2 separate regions of the Sus scrofa genome follow, and region 2 is linked to region 1. A link is a contact called in public HiChIP or PLAC-seq data. All regions are on one chromosome and are shown on one strand. The core of a region is the stretch at or near the end of the contact, and the rest is flanking DNA. Distances in the headings are between cores, read along the strand shown. Region 1 holds the start of MBOAT1 (lysophospholipid acyltransferase 1). Region 2 holds the start of CDKAL1 (threonylcarbamoyladenosine tRNA methylthiotransferase).

What was found. HiChIP or PLAC-seq counts read pairs in DNA pulled down with a chosen protein or histone mark.
Region 2: an H3K27ac HiChIP or PLAC-seq map of alveolar macrophages shows a contact between it and region 1. The contact joins the promoter of CDKAL1 here to the promoter of MBOAT1 in region 1. A contact is called at or near these places in 3 of 47 Hi-C or Micro-C datasets (fibroblasts, heart right ventricle and liver) and 1 of 2 datasets of contacts at active chromatin or transcription factors (alveolar macrophages).

What each region holds. Positions count from the first base shown.
Region 1 is chr7:15,642,803-15,645,822 of Sscrofa11.1, reverse strand. MBOAT1 (lysophospholipid acyltransferase 1) reads left to right here and starts at 1,491. Exons shown (of 13, transcript XM_013977464.2): 1 at 1,491-1,571. The coding sequence starts at 1,506.
Region 2 is chr7:15,909,125-15,912,144 of Sscrofa11.1, reverse strand. CDKAL1 (threonylcarbamoyladenosine tRNA methylthiotransferase) reads right to left here and starts at 1,500. Exons shown (of 16, transcript XM_005665616.2): 1 at 1,406-1,500; 2 at 537-580.

The DNA of each region.
Region 1 (3,020 bases), core at 242-2,741:
CTGTAGCTGCCAGCTTACACCAGAGCCACAGCAACACGGGATCCTAGCCGCGTCTGCGACCTACACCACAGCTCATGGCAACTCGGAATCCTTAACCCACTGAGCGAGGCCAGGGATCAAACCCGCAACCTCATGGTTCCTAGTTGGCTTCGTTAACCATTGAGCCATGACGGGAACTCTGTGAAGGCTAATTTTTGACAAAAAGACAAAAAAAAATTAATAAATAAAATAAAATAGTATTTTCAAGCTCCTTCTGCCCTCAGACACCTACCTCACTTAAGCTGTCATCTTACTCAAGATAACAGGAACATTTATTTCCTGGCTCATGCAGCAGCTCGGTCCTCTTTTGGAGTTCCCATCATGGCTCGATGGTTAATGAACCTGGCTAGTATCCATGAGGATGCGGGTTCCATTCCTGTCCTGGCTCAGTGGGTTAAGGATCCAGTGTTGCCATGAGCTGTGCTATAGGTCAAAGACATGCTCAGATCCTGTGTTGCTGTGGCTGTGGTGTAGGCCAGCAGCTGTAGCTCTGATTCGACCCCTAGCCTGGGAACCTCCATATGCCACTGGTGAGGCCCTAAAAAGACAAAAAAAAAAAAAAAAAAAAAAAAAGATAAGAGGAACATGGCTTCACTTCTGGTCATTTTCTAAAACTATGTAATATTTAATGAACCTGTCTAGCCTGATCTATCCTCAAGCATATGCCTATGTATGTGTGAGTGTGTGTGTGTGTGTGCGCGCGCACACGCATGTGGTGTGAATAAAGCAGAGATTGTCATTTGGTGATGGTGGCCTTCTGTAAAATCTCCATGAGCACAGGGAGTGGTGGTAAGGACATTTTTTTTTTGTTGTTCCTCAATAGAGGTCATGAATTGAGAAACTCTGGCCTGGCCTTTTAAAGTTCAGTGCAGCTTTTTAGCGATGAAACTCTCCCAGAAGGCCAGCGTGAGGCCTAGCCTGGGAGAGGAAGTTGTAACAAGTGGCGGAGAGGCCTTCTGTGGGATTTCAAGCTGCAGGCCACATTGATAACAGTATTGGCTCTGCCTCAAGGTTACTGTTCCCCTGTTTGGTTGGCTCCCTGGCTCCCTAACAGCTCCCCGGTAAACTGCTGATTCAAAGATTTGGGCTTGGTTACCTGGCGAAGCCTGAGGATTCCCATCAAGTCGCTTTTCTTTTTTCCCCTACTCATCCCATGCCAACACTGTTTTCCTGAAAGCCTTGTCCATCAGCGAGCATACAGCAGTTCCTGGAAATGATCAAGATTTTATGATTCTCAAAACCTATTAATCCACTGGAAAAGTTTTCCAAGTGCCAGTGATACACTTGGGTGTCTGAGGACACGGAAATGAAGGGGCGAGGTGCCGCTTTTTAGAACCGGTGCAGGCAAAAAAACTGATCAGAATGCGTTTAATGTAACAGTAGCCCTGTTTCCTACAGGGGTAAAGGAGTTCTTAATCCAGAGGGCGGGTCAGACATTCAGGGTCAGAAGCCGGTAGTCCTGGTGTATGCGCTTGTGTGACACAGACCATGGCAGATCAGGGTGTAGGAAACTACGCCTTGACCACAGGAATGTAAGGAGAGAGGGGGCTGGGTGCTGCGGGTGGGGGTGGGGTTGGGGGGGGCGGCTGGGCGTACCGGGGTCTCCTTGGGCTCCCAGCCACCGGCAGATTAACCTTCTGCCCCGAGGATTGCGAGGGAGAAAGCTTGCAAGGAAAGCGAAGGAAAATTTTAGCCCGCGCGGGGACCGGAGGGCGGGGTTGGCGAGCGTGCAGTGAAACCAAAACAGGGTGGGGCCAGGGTGCTCCCTAGGGCTCGGCGCCGGCCAGGGGAACCCGGGGGGAAGTCATTTTGTGGGGCAGGGAGGACGGCGAGCTCGGGAGAAGGAAGAGGAGAGGCTCCTCCCGCCCCCGGGGCTGCGCGCGACCAGGCGCAGAGCTAAGCGGCGGCGCCCGTGGCGTCGCTTTCCTCCTCGGGTCGGCCGGGGCAGGGAGGGCAGGGTGGCGCTTGGGGGCCGGGCTCCGAGTCCCCACTTTTCCTCCCTCCCTCCCTCCTCCCGGGCCGTCCCGGGCGTCCCGGCCAATGAGCGGCGAGAGGAGGGGAGCGGGAAGCGGAGCGCGCTCGGTCGCGGCCCTCCTACCGCGCCCGTGGCCGCAGCGCCAACGCCAAGTTTGCGCCCCAAGAGCTTGCGCTTGATCGCGTTCCCGGTTCGCTGCTGGGTCACCGCGAGCTAGGCGGCCGCGCGCCCCCTCGGGACAGCCACCCACGCGCACTTGGGCGAGAGGACGCGCAGCAGGGTGGCGTGGGGCCGGGGTAGCAGTCTCCTGAAGATGCAGGATGGCAGCAGAGCCGCCGTCCAGCCTGTCCTACCGCACCACCGGCTCCACCTGTCTGCACCCGCTCAGCGAGCTCCTGGGCATCCCGCTGGACCAGGTAACTGCGGGCGGCCGGGCCTCGGCTGGGGCGTGATCGCAGGAAGCCACCTTGAGCCGGGGTGGGCATGCAGCCTGGCGGGGAGCATGATCTACCTCCATCCCCGCCCCCATAGCAGTTTTCACTGCTCCCAAACTAGACAGGTGGATTTTTTGCTTTTCGGAGTTGATGTTTTTCTGCTGTCACTATGGGGGGGAAAAAAGGTATATCCTGCACAGCAGTTTCGAATAAACTTTTTTATTTGTTTGAAGTTTTGGGTTTGGGTTGCCTCGTTTCCTGGAACCAAGTTCTAAAGCATTCTGATAAATGAATCAAGTGTATCTTTCATCGGTATAGTCAAGCCTTCATTATTTTTAATGTAGATGATCCTACTTAGAAACTAAGCCTGATTCTTCTGTAAGTAATAGCCCATAGCTTCTGAATGAGAGTCTTGGGCTTTAGACTATAGCTGTGGAGCTTGCGAAATCAGGTGACAGGTTTTTGTTTGTTTGGTTGTTTGTTTCTTCCTCTTTTTAGGGCCGCACCCACGGCATTTGGAAGTTCCCAGGCTAGGGGCCGAATTGGAGCTGTAGCTGCCGGCCTACGCCATA
Region 2 (3,020 bases), core at 251-2,750, 270 kb before region 1:
ACGAATGACCAATACTACATGATAAAACATCAAATCATTAGCTATCAGGGAAACACAAATCAAAACCACAAGGAGATACCACTTAACACACACCAGGTTGGCTAGAATAAGAGAACAACAATGTTGATGAAGATGTGGAACAGATCACCCAGAGGAAAAAGAACAGAATTAGAAGAGGAGAGGGGACAAGACCAAGCCTCAAGAGACTCCACATTTAACTGCCAAATAAAAGAGAACCAGCCTATAGTGAAGATCAAGAAGCAGCCACCAAAGAAGGAGGAAAACAGTGGGTCACAGAAGGAAAAGGAAGCGAGCATGTCTAAGCGGTGAACATGATCAGTGGTGCTCAATGCAGGTGATGAAAGGTTAAGTCAAATGAATGAAAATGTTCCTTGAATTTAGTGATATGGAGATCATGGCACTTCCATATAATAATGGCAGCAAAATCACTAAGAAATTAAAACTGGGCTACCTTTCTGCACATCATAATGTGTAACATGTCACTCAAACATAAGAGGTTTAAAATAAACAAGTACCTTGATTATCTCCAAATAGTCTCAAATCTTCTTAAAAGACAAGTCTGGAAAACAAAAACTGATTAGAAAAAAACAAGCTCTAAACCAGTTCACGAAACCACAGTAAGGACTCTTTAAAACTACCTAAACGGGATTAAACTCCATAAAAGCTGCTTTACAGGTAAGGTTAACGATGTTCGATCCTACTCCCAATTTCTTGCTGATTAGGACAGGTATGATAACATCTGCCGTATTTGCCATGACTGAGACCCAGCGTCTGGCCATAGTTAATAAACACTATCTAGCACAACAACACGTCTGCGTGATTTAAGAAACACTGATAATTACAAAACAGGTGTAGGGCAATGAACTAAGTATCTACATCACCTCCCAACCGAAAGACACGTGTCGTCTCGAGATTCAGAAAGAGGTTTTAACAGTGAACGAAAAGGAAAAGTGAAAAAACAAGACACCTGCTCTTCAGACCAACTTCAGTTTAAGTGCTTATTGAGATGCAACTCTAGGAAACCTAGGTCACTGCAAACTTCCCACAAACTCACTAACACAGAAAATGGGAGCCCGAAAGACGCTAGATCTGACGATGAGGAATATGGTCCCTTAAATGCCCCTTACACAGCCCCCTATAAGACCAACGACTCCGTCCTCACTTCTGGCAGCGCTACCTGCCTCTCAATTCCCCCAGCCCAGCTGGTAGGTTCCCTTTTAACTGCAAAACCAACCAGCAAACGACCCAAGAAAGACTGAAAGTGGGGAAATGAGGCTCCGCCATAAAAGGAGCTCTGGACAAACTCTGCCCCACCGGCCACCTTACCCAGTAGTCAGGAAATTACAAACTAGATCAAAGTAAAAGAATCCCACACGCTACTCGCCGGAAACTGCAGAGGCTTTAGCTGGAGCTCGCCATGACACATCCCGCCACGTTTATTTACGCATGCTCGGCGACGGTGGCCCGGAGAGATCAAACTGCATCAAGGCTGAGCGTGCGCGTTCAGGTTTAACTCAATCATCTAAAGATTACACTCGACTCCTTTGATTGCAAGAGAGAAAATACCACCTCCAAGACCCCGGATTCTTAGACTCGTTTAATAGCTAACTTCTCCTGAGCTCTTACTACGTATCGGGCACTGTGTTCAGCGCTTTACGTAAACATCATCTCCCCACTTTTTTTATTATTATTCTTATTAAGGATGGAATGGAGGAAACTGTCAGTTTAAGTACTTGCCCAGAGTGGCTCTGCCGGTAGTGACTGTCCTCTGTCCTGAACACAACTTTCCCCACTCCAAAAGAACCTGCTCGATTTATTACATTTACCAGTTTCCTCAGCCTTTGTGAAAAGAGGTCATATTAAAGAAAATGGAAAAGGATAAAGAAAGAACAGTTGGAATTAAACCTGAAAGAGATCAGTGAACACTAAGCAAGTTTGTTTTTGTTTTTTTGATGCTCAGAAGACAGCTTAGGAGGAGCAGTTTAGCAGAGAAAGACAACTTTCACAGAGTATATACAGATTTTGACCTGTATACCTTACATGTATTATCTCACCTTATTATTTTACCCAAGATACTGTATTTGACCTTGTTTACCAAGAAAACATCTCCACTTTACAAAGTGAAAACAGCAGACCATTAACAGAAAGTTGGACTATTGCCTGACTCTGGGTTTCATAGTGATTTGGCAGAATCGCCTTATTTTTTAAATGCCTTTTCTAGTATAATTACCTTGAGCTAAAATGCCACACTTTGCTCATCCAAATCCATTAAAAAAAAAAAAATCTAAACTGTGACCTAAGCTCCAATGCAGCCCTTAGCCAGCTGAATTAAAATTGCATATTGATGTCACCCCATCTCTTTTACCGGAACAAAAGTAGGCCCTGGGTCACCTTCTTGGTTATAATCCCACTGTCTAGCACAGAATTTTGCACATAATAGCCTCTCAATAGTGTATGTTGAATGAATGAATGAGTGTACCCCTTTCCCCCCAAGATCTTCAGTTCTGTCAAAGAAATTTTATTAAGCACATACCACATGACCTCAAGCACTGTGGTGGATATTATGGCTAGCAGGGGGAAAAAGACAACTTTCTACCCCTATTTCAGGCTACTGCAAGGATCTAGTTTCAGTAGAGAATAACGATAACTATGAAAGATGAATGTAGAGTGCCTGTCGTGATACAACGGAAACGAATCTGACTGGGAACCATGAGGTTGCAGGTTCAATCCCTGGCCTTGCTCAGTGGGTTAAGGATCTGGAGTTGCCGTGAGCTGTGGTGTAGGTTGCAGACACGACTCAGATCCCATGTTGCTGTGGCTCTGGTGTAGGCCGGCAGCTACAGCTCCGATTGGACTCCTAGCCTGGGAACCTCCGTATGCCGTGGGAGGGGCCCAAGAAATGGCAAAAAGACAAAAAAAAAAAAAAAAAAAGGCAAAAAAGAGTATAAAATAACAGAGAAAGCTGGAGAGGAAAGTTCAGGGACCAGATTAAAGAGAGG